Regions from separate parts of the Gossypium hirsutum genome. Here region 2 is linked to region 1. A link is a contact called in public Hi-C data. All regions are on one chromosome and are shown on one strand. Each heading gives the region's core, a stretch centred on a gene start, on an enhancer-like site or on the middle of the called end of the contact. The rest is flanking DNA. Distances are from core to core; before and after follow the strand shown. Region 1 holds the start of LOC107929449 (protein LOW PSII ACCUMULATION 3, chloroplastic). Region 2 holds the start of LOC107929435 (myb family transcription factor PHL11).

Region 1 (5,034 bases), core at 46-2,545:
AAACTTAACAGCAGACATAAATTATTATGAATTATATAAGCAATAAGCTTAGGCCTTACAGTTGTTGGTGCCTCCCTCTTCACATTAAATACACTTTGCTATTGGCACTTACTATTCTGGTTCGTGTAACTTTCTCTGGAGCTACCAAAATGTCACAAAATTCACGAATCAACTGCATACTTCCAGTCATTTCATTTCCTCCTTCACCGTCACCTTGTATGTGTAGTTAACTTATGATATATATAAGTTCAAAAATAAAAGAGAAAAGACACATGAGAAGGGGAGAGAAGAACCTGGTACAGATCCAAGTCCAGCTGTTGGGAATTCAATCTCCTGCAATAGATATTTGTATGTCACGAACTATATATTGAGACTGAACCATGTAATTTGCCTTTAAACTCTTCAATTATTACACAGTGCTATCTATCTCACCATCAACTGTTTGCCATCCTTCAAAGCCAATTCTGTTGCCCTTTTTGCCTGTTATTTGACAGACATTGTCCAAAGGAATAATAAGATTTTACAGCAGCGATAGTTGCAAGAAATTATCTTAGAAATTGCATGACAGATTAGTATATATATATATATATATATATACGTAAGATGCAGCATTAAAATAAGATACCCAAGGCTTACTTGTTTAAGAAGGTCAATGTAATCATTGGGGAATGGAGTATCATATTCAGTCAAGGCTTCCCCCTCAGAAACTGAACGACTTATAAACTTGAGATTCCTTGAAGAACCTACTATTTGGTGCAAACCAATTTTCCCTTTTATAACCGCATTTGTGTTGGCTTCTGCTTCAGTCCAATGGCTTCTGGACTGAAAAACCTACAATTTGGTGGTACAAACTAATTAAACATTACGCAAAAAAGTCCACATGATTTCAGAGGTATTCATCTATATGCATCAAGAAATGGGATATTTCTCTAAATCAATAACCAATCAAAGAGAGTGTTACAGCTTTTCATAGGTAGTGAGTTAATTCGAGTGGTGTGGGGGCATTGAACATTAATATTCGAAGAAACATAAAAAAAGAGATGAAGAAGCGAGTCGTTTACCATCCGATGTGGGGTTGAAGACACTGCAAAACCGGGATTGGATAGCAGCATCTCTTTTGGTTTCGAACTACAAAGACCGTTATGTTCGTTGTTAGATGAACAATATTCTAGTTTATTTTCTCATCGCCACACTGCATTCTGTATGATGTGCCGTGTTGTGCACCACTCAGTATTGTTTTTCTACTTCCTGCATTATCCTCTTTTAATGCAAGCACTTATCCTTAGAATGAAATACGTTTAAAGTTTATTTAATTTGTTTTTTTAAGGTCAAACTACACCCAAGGTAATTAAACTATTAGCTAATTAACGTTTTAGTCACTCAATTTTAAAAAATTACAAAATGATTATTGGAAAGTTTTCATTTAAGTCATTGAACTATTTGAAAGTTTTTATTTAAGTTATTAAGTCATTAAGCTGTTAAGTTTCTTTTTTTTCTTTTTCTTTTTAAATCTAGTTAGTGAGCTCCAAGCAAAGGTTCGACGATTGGTACAATGGATCAATATCCATCGATGAGTAAAAGAACATATCTTAGATTCAAATTGATCTGATGGTCAATGTTAGAGATTGAAAAAGAAAACTATTTGGGTTTTGGTTCGCAGATTCGTGATGTTCAAAACTGTTTCATGAAAAAAAAAACAAATTGTAGAAGAAAAGGGAAATGGGAGTTTTCGATTGGTGCAAGCGACGCAAACAGAAAAGACCATACATTAGTAATTTTAACAGCCCAACGACTTAAATGAAGACTTTCTAATAGTTTAGTAATCATTTTGTAACTTTTTAAAGTTGAGTGATAAAAATGTAAATTTACTAATAGTTTAGTGACTTTGGGTGTACATTATCCCTTTTTTAAAGGTTAAGGGTTAAATTTATAAATGTTTGAGAATTAAATTGTTAGTTAAATTTATTGAATTATTTAAAATTAAAGTTAATTTAATAGAATAAGCAAATGTTGAAGACTAAATATGTTATTATATTAAGTAAAAAAAAGGGTCACCTCACCATTTCCATTAACAATTTAATGGAATGTGATTAAAAGAGAAACAAAATATATTGTTAATGACAAAATTGAAGATTTTTGTAGTTCAATGACCAAAATAGAAATACGCTAATAATTGAATAATTGAATAATTAATGCCTCCATTTCATTGCGAAAATATTCAAAATAACATTTTAGAAGATAATAGTTGCATTTAGATTTAATAATATTTAAATTAATTAATTAATTTATCATTGAGGAATTTTAATATAATTCACTAATAATTTATCAGTTATCTAGATGTGGTGAATTAGAGTCGATAATGTTATCCGTAATATGAATATGTGATATGATCATAATATAAAAATAATTAAATAAAAAAAATAAAAAAACTCATAATAAAAAAGGCAACGTTCCATAATTATTATTAGTGAGTCAAAAATTATATAATATATAATTTATTTTTAAATATAATTATAATAAAAATAATATGATGATATTTTCTGTAGAATTTTGAAAGGTAAATATTTTCGACATTGTGATTTCCTTGAATAATCCTTTATTTATATGGAGGAGTATTTTTTTTATTACAAAGCATCTGCTTTTTAAAAGAGTATGATGGAGATTGGGTGATGGGCGACATTTCATAGATTCCCATGACAATAAATTTTTTTAATGATTCAGAGCCTTTATCGGATATGGAATGTTTACGAGTTAGTGATTTGCTCATGAAGAATGTTAAAGCTTGGAATGTTACCCTTGTTGAAGGTTTTTTATAGCCTTATGATGCGCCTAGGATCAGTCTTTATGGCCAACATGATCAACAAATTTGGCACTATAGTAAGAATGGGGTGTTTGATGTTAAGTCTTGTTATGCTATTGCGGTTTGACATGTTGTGGATTTTCCTTGGCAAACGATTTGGAATGCTAAGGTACCACCAAAGGTGAAGGATTTCTTGTGAACGTGTGTTCGCAATTTTATATCTTGCAAAGGCCGATTGAAAGAGAAAGTGTGTATCACTAAAAACAATTGTATAAGATGTCAGTGAAGGATTTCATTGCCTCTGTTTTTTCATTTGCTGATTGTCTGTAGTGGAACCATATTCTGGTGGTCTTGTGGAGTTTATGGTTCTATAAGAACCAATTAATTTGGAAGAATCAGTAAGACCCTCCATCTTAGATTGTTGAGTTCTATTGAGGTTATCAACAACAAAAGAAAGGAAAAATGAAAGAAAAGAAACTAAAGAAGATGATCAAATGATCTCTATTACTGATTTTTATTAAAGCAGTGTCCTTAAGTTACAAATAGTTATCAAATACATAACTACTCTCACTAACATCATTGAACTAACTTATCAGATAAAATCAACACCTAAACATTAGTACATTATCAAACTAATAAGCTAAGTAGTCTTTGTGCATCAACAAAACTGATTACAAAGTGAATTAGACTAGTTGTAAACAAGAAACAAAATAGTTGATATGGCAAAGCTTTAAAACATCTTTGCTGCTGCATTGCTAGCCATTGTCCAACACTCCTCTTTGGCTTCTATGCAGCAAACACCAATATTTCTTCTCAAATTCTCGAACCTTGCAGTCCTAAAAGGCTTGGTTAAAATGTCAGCAAACTGATCTTCTGATTTGCGATGGATCAATTTGACTTCCTTTGATTGCTCAGCTTCCCTAACAAAGTGATATATGATTTTAAAGTGTTTCGTTTTTCCATGAAACACATGATTTTTTGCTATGGCAACAACTGGCTGATTATCCACTTTGATTTTAGTTGGTTCATCTTGGCTCTCATTCAAATCACATAAAAGCTTTCTTAGCCAAATGGCCTGATTAATAGCTGTAGCAGCTACAATATACTCTGCTTTTGCTGTTGTTTGAGCCACAATTTGTTGCTTCTTTGAACTCCAACAAAAGAATCCTGAGCCTAAAGTGAAAAAATAACTCGATGTGCTATTCATATCATCAATAGAGCCTGCCCAGTCACTATCTAAGTATCTCAACAGCTTGAGTTCTTCAGTTCTCACAAAATTTACCCAAAAGTTACGAGTTTCTTTGACATATCTTAGGACCCTCTTAGCTGCTTTGAAATGAGAAACATTACAACAGTGCATGAACCTAGATAAAAGGTTGACCGCAAACATAATGTCAGGCCTTATAGTTGTCAAGTAGAGTAGGCAACCTACAAGACTTCCACACCCTTTCTCATCCACCTTTTCATGATCATTTTTGTTGGAGAGTTTCTCACCTTGTGCCACTAGAGTGTTAGCAGGTTTGCAATTTGTTATGCACATTTTGTTCAAAATTTTCAAAGCAAATGCTTGCTGACCTATAAAGGTGGCATGTTGAGTTTGATTTATCTCCATGCCAAGAAAGTAAGTCATCTCCCCTAAGTTAGTCATCTCAAACATATCTTGCATCTGCTTCTTAAACTCATCTATTAACTCCTTTCTGCAACCAGTTACTAGCAAATCATCCACATACAATGACACAATCAGCAAGTTCTCATTCTCAGATTTCTTTACATAAAGAGTAGGCTCACTTATGCTCTTTTCAAACCCAAGCCTTGTCAAATAGGCATCGATTCTGTCATACCGGGCCCTTGGAGCCTGTTTTAGGCTATACAAGGCCGTCATGAGCTTGTAAACTTTTTGCTCTTCACCAATCACTTTGAACCCTTTTGGGTGTTCAATGAAAACTTCCTCCTTGAGAAAACCATTCAAAAAAGTAGATTAACATCTAATTGCTATACTTTCCATTGCTTTTGAGTAGCCAAGGCAAATAAAAGCCTTATAGTGTCTAACGTTGCAACTGGTGCAAAGGTTTTTGAAAAGTAAACACCATATTGTTGGTTTACCCCTTCACAACAAGTCTTGCTTTGTGCTTATTCAGTGACTGTAACGCGTAGGTTTGTGCAAGTGTACACAGTCGTTATCAAGTAATAAGTAAGTATCGAGTTATCGTCTCTATAGGGATTGTATTTGTGTT
Region 2 (5,767 bases), core at 2,089-4,588, 220 kb after region 1:
ATTTTAACGAATTAACCGTTATATTTTATAATTTATGTAACAAGTTTTCAATTGTTCAATAAATATTTTAGATCAATATGATAGAGATATCAAATCAGTTCGAAAATTGATGAGAATGACAAGTACAATTATATAAATAAATTCAATGATTGAAATATTAAAATTAAGAAAGAGATGTTATCCCTTAATCTAATTAAATTAAGGTGAAATTAATAGATGGTAATTTGGCTGTTTGTTTCCAGACTTATGCATGACTATAAATAACCTAATAATACCCCTATTTTATTTTAAGGAAAAAAATAGGATGTAGTTTCAAACATTGATTCTCAACTACTGTAGGAAGAAAATAAGTGCTGAAATTAATACTCATCTTTGACAACGATGGGTTGTTTTTTCCCCTTAATAGAAATAGAATACAATCAATTTCTTTAAGAAAAAATAGTTGAAATTTCAATGTTGTTGAATGACGGGGTAAGTAATTACCTAAAATCTAGGTTCAACACCCTCCCTATTTAAGTAAATAATTTCTTGCCCCAATTATATTCTTAATTCTGATATTTGAATTATTATTTTTATCTTAATGTATTTAAAAATTACCCATAAAAACATGGCATCTAGCATATTCTTATTGAATATTAAAAATATTTTTCTAGAGATTGATAGACTCTTAACTCAATTAGTATCGACATTATTACTAATATAAAAATTCGTGGATTTAAGAATGCTAAAACGCATTTCTCCTTTTTTTCAAGGATTGAAAGAGAGATTATAGGGTATTCTATTTATTGTATCAAAATATATAGACATATTTGGCCGAAAGCAAAATTTAAGTGTCAATGAGAATATATAGTCCAAAAGCCTTACACCTTTTTTGGTTTAAACCCAGAGGGGAAAGTCTAAACTTAAGAGTGAAACGAAAAGAGAATTTAATGACTTAAAAAATATTTGTTCAACAAATGGATGCCCCTGTATTGTCTCTGTTTGAGTTGTAGATAACAACAATAGATAAAAATGAATTCAAGGAAATGTTAAAATAAAATTCATAGACTACAATGAGTTTTTGAAATTTCATCTCTTATGAAAAAACAAAGTGTGATTGAAGCTGGTTTCCATTTACAGCACCATACTCATAGCTATCTTTGGTGTTTAGGTCTAAATTAATGGAATCTCCCTCAACTTTACGCTTAACATGTTTGTTTTCTTCTCTATCTCCCACTCCATGACCATGGAAACTAGCAGAAAAGTTGGCCTTGGTGGGAATTACGTGATTCATTTGTGCCATGTTTGATTTCCTGTCAGCTTCATTTGTACTATCCATGAGACTGGACAGAGGCAAGTTGAAATTTGTTAGTTGTGCTCTTTTTTCTTCTACGTTCTCTTCGCTGTGGATATCAAATGAGAGGCTCTTTTGGGCTTTTTCTAATATTGCCTGCAAGTACTTTCCTTGAGCCTCTATCCTCATCTGCAATTTCTTCTGTACCTGCAAAGTTAAATCGAAATTACAAGCCAATTCGCAACGACTAATAATGTAAATCGATATGTACTTAAAAGGTATAAATTAACCTCAAGTTGCTCTTCTAAGGTCTTTTGTACTTCCATCTGAGACTTGAGTACCTCTGTCATTTGGATTTGTCTGTTTCATTGTACATTCATTTATCAGTTCTGCATTAGGATGGACAAAACAGAAATTGCAAATTGTGCTAAGATATAATTTGGTAAAAGTACCATGGAGGCCCTTATACTAGGAGTCAGATTGCATTTTACCTCCTCTACTAAAAAAATGGGCAAATTAATCCTTATACGTTAGAGTAAAGAGTAAACTGGTCCTTTTGTTATAAATTTAATCCATTTCCACTGTTACATTAGCATGAAATACACATGATATATCACGTGTAACTGTTTAGTTATTCTATTAGCTACACCAATTGTTATCAATAGAAATCAATGAATTTTTTAACAGTAAGGACCAATTTGGTATTTAATCTAACATATAGGGACTAATTTGCCTAATTTTTAAGTAAAGGGGGCAAAATATAATCTAACTCCTAGTATAAGAGCTCCATGATACTTTCACCCATATAATTTGCATTTTATTTACCTTTTATCATCGTCAGCTCTTGGTGAATTGGTGACTGTCCCTGAAGAATGATTGCTAAATTGTACATACGAACTCCCTAGATAAAGATCAAGGAATGGCATTGATTTTAATCAAATATTTGCAAAAATGATTGTGAATTATATAAGTACTGTAATGATCAACAAACTTACGACCATTCTCTTTGTTCTGGTCTGCAGTACTTTGCTTCCTGGATTGCTGTCCTAATCTGTATTTCTACAGAACAAAATAATTAATGAAAAGCAAACTGAAAGACGAACCCTTAAAAGCATTAAGCCATTAATGTCCATGTCTTATATATATATATACCTGTAAATGGCTCTTCAAATGGTATAGTGTCAAGCCTTTCAACCCCATCAGTCTTAGGACAGACTTTGGAGTTGCTTCTGCAAGCAGAATTTTCTCATTGACATTAGGCTTATACTGTTGCAATATGTTTCTAGCATTACAATAAGAATGTAGTACAAAAACCATAAATTACTAATACAATTCCACAATCATTTAAAAACAAAAAATTCAGAGAATTAGCCTTGAACTTGTCGATGTGCATACAGAAACCAATTGCAGACATAAAAAGCTGCACCAATGTACTAAAATTATGTTGGTAATTAAATTTAATTCATATCACATTGTTACAACCTGTTCTTGCTATAACCTCAATATTAATTTATCGTAAAAAAAAAATGAGTAGGAAAAGAAGAAACAGGAGAGAAAGACTAACTGTTAGGACCACCGAGTTTAGTTACGGCGTCGACGAATCGGTCGTGAAGATCAGCCGTCCATCTCAGCCTGGGTTTGGGGTCTCTGGTCATCACCACCCCATTTTCGTAACCATAGTTCCCATTCCCTCCATAGCTTAATCTCTCCATCTTAACACCCTTCAATTCTAACTTTAAACTGAATAATAACCGGTTCCTCCTTAAATCCAAAAAAATGTCAAACAGAATTGGATAGAATTATAAGAACATGAACACCAAAAAATGTCAACCTCTTTTTGCTGTTTTAACTTCATATATGAAATATTTTATTAAATGAGAAGTGGGCGGTGATTTTTTTTTTTGTATATATATTTAAAGGAAGAACATGCAGAGGAAAGCTCGGCGACGAATCTTAAAGCAAACAAACATGATTGCAATCAACACCAAACAAAACACAACCCCATAATTTTATACTGCTCCAGTGTACGTCCTCATCCTGCATCAGGGGTCCAACCTTTTAGATTTTTTGATACGATGATGATCTAACGGTGATTTGAGAGAACTAAAGGGATGACACGTAAGGGCCAGCATGGAATACTCGGGGAAAGGGACCCACGAGGGGAGGAAGTAAGTGCCATTTAAGGTGGCCGGCCCCAGATGAGTGGGCCCGGCAGGATGGGACACGTGTTGAGATTTTCGTAAGGAACGGGGAGCTGGAGATGACTGTAGAATATTCGCTTCAGCCCGTGAAATAAGCTGTCCAATGAATCTATCCCCTTTTGGCCGTTTCCTTTTTTTTTTTTTACTTTTTCTTTTCCATCCTTTCTTAATTCTATCTACAGAATTAAAATAATAAAATTGTCGGTTTTTCTCTTAAAAAAAAATATTTAAGTAGAATATAATTACTTGCAGAAAATATGGAAACTTATTGTGTATCATAAAATTTAAACATTAATACTTAAAACCGAGTTTTTTTTGGTAGAATACTTAAAACCAAGTTTAACAGTGATACAATTAGCGAAATCCAAACTTAAACCATACATCAAATAATAAATATCTTAATCATTAAACAAACACACAAGTTCAAATTTTATTAGCTTTTATTTCTCAAAATTTGTAATAAATGAGGTAGAAATTATAACCTTACAAGTTCCAATAATTTATCTTATTATTTATACAAATAATTATATAAACTGAAAATAAATTATTTAGTTAATTATTCAATTTTTTGAGCATCAATCTAAATAAAAATATTTGTAATTTAATCACCATCGTGAGAGAAATTTTTCATTTTAGTCCCTCGTAACTTAAATCCCTAATTATAGCCGACTGTGGACAGCATTTTTTTCCTCTTTTTTTTTTTTACCCTCACAACTGTTCATCATCTTCTTTCCCTCCATGCCACCCCTGCCTCCACCATTCTTCTTCTTCCTTTGCTCCCTGCTTCCAGCCACCGCGCCATTCTGCTTCCATCAACTCTCCTCCTTAGAATTTGTATCTCTAAAATAAAATTTTCTGACAAAGTTACACTTACTTTAATTTGAATGATCAAAATAAAAGCACCTAAAAAGTTTTGACGAATTAGATAATTTACCTTAAAAATAATTAAATAAAATGAAATAATTTTTTAAGTAATACAATTAAGTAAAAATAAAATAAATAAATATATATACAATTAAATTAAAATTAAAATTTTATTTACCTAACAAAATTCAAATATTATATCAAATTTTCTTATATTCCCACCGCATATTGAAATAGAATTTATGTTTAATTTTAATTTCGAAAAATTCAATCTTATTTTATAGATTCTGCACTTGGAAAATAAAGAAAATCAGAAGTTTTACAAAGACGAAATCAACAAACTCTCCAATTAAAAAGCTTATTGATTCCGTGTTTTTGTAAGAGCGATGCATCCTTAAAGGTAGAAAAAGGAGATTAATTAATTACAATTTTTAACGAAACAAAACTAATACTAGGGGACCAAGCAGGGTTTGTAGTTGATTTTGTCCCCCAATTTTTGGTTTATATATCAAATTAGACAACCTTTGAAACCTTTTCTAAGTGCAGTTTCATCCAGATTTCTTCCAATGAAAACCAGCTTGTTTGTTCTCTTCTCATCAGGTTCCCATGTTTTCCCCGGGCAGCCATCTAATGTGGAATGCACTCCCTGCCATCGTGCTCACAATTTTAGAGGACAATAAAGTAACTTCATTTGTTGACCCCCCCCCCCCCAAAAAAAAAAAAAGGTAATTGGAAACGTGGGGTGAATAATAGGACCTGAAAAACATAACGCTGATCAGAGCCATTCACAGACAACACTCCTTTCATTCTATATAGGTCCTCCCCTTTCTCTTCCATCAATCTTTCAAACCAATCATCAACCTGCTTCATCCACAACCATGTAATAACTACACTAATTAACGATATGAAATATATAACTCAAAGAATGTTGCTTATGAAGGAACAAAATTAATTGATTGATAAGAGGTTTAATTTTTCAGTACAAAAATGATGGTTATATTTTTGTTTGTATTTTCTCATATTTTCAACTTTTCAGCTATAAAATCGACAAACACAGACCACCTCATGCTTCTTTGACATTGAACCATTTCCATGCCAAACCTTACACTAAGGGGGAAGCTAGAAAACTTTAACTAGGGGTTGAGATTAAATTATAATGTTTTTTGAGAGACGGACTGCAACTTTACTATTTTATTAACTGATAACTTTACAATTTTGGGGGATCAAATAACAATTTTACCAAACCAGGTGGGCAAGGCCCCTGCCTCCCCCCTGCTTACACTTAACCAATTAGACCCTAAATTTACAAATCCAATTTTATCAAGCATGTCGTTTCCTCCCTCCAAATCCTAATTCACTTATAAATTGTATGGCATTATATGTAGTTTCACCCATTCTTGCCGGGAAAAGCTACACTTTTATAAAGTAT

The links. A called contact is a pair of places that touch in the nucleus more often than the background predicts.
Region 2: a Hi-C map of leaf shows a contact between it and region 1, with 2.5 times the contacts expected there. The contact joins the promoter of LOC107929435 here to the promoter of LOC107929449 in region 1. A contact is called at or near these places in 5 of 34 Hi-C or Micro-C datasets (anther and leaf).

What each region holds. Positions count from the first base shown.
Region 1 is chrA08:110,707,190-110,712,223 of Gossypium_hirsutum_v2.1, forward strand. LOC107929449 (protein LOW PSII ACCUMULATION 3, chloroplastic) reads right to left here and starts at 1,296. Exons shown (of 9, transcript XM_016860877.2): 1 at 1,062-1,296; 2 at 637-831; 3 at 433-480; 4 at 294-333; 5 at 113-213. The coding sequence starts at 1,112.
Region 2 is chrA08:110,922,942-110,928,708 of Gossypium_hirsutum_v2.1, forward strand. LOC107929435 (myb family transcription factor PHL11) reads right to left here and starts at 3,339. Exons shown (of 6, transcript XM_016860853.2): 1 at 2,838-3,339; 2 at 2,426-2,502; 3 at 2,269-2,332; 4 at 2,099-2,174; 5 at 1,564-1,633; 6 at 931-1,480. The coding sequence starts at 2,985. The coding sequence ends at 1,076. LOC107929417 (P-loop guanosine triphosphatase YjiA) reads right to left here. Exons shown (of 10, transcript XM_016860834.2): 9 at 5,095-5,199; 10 at 4,656-4,984. The coding sequence ends at 4,847.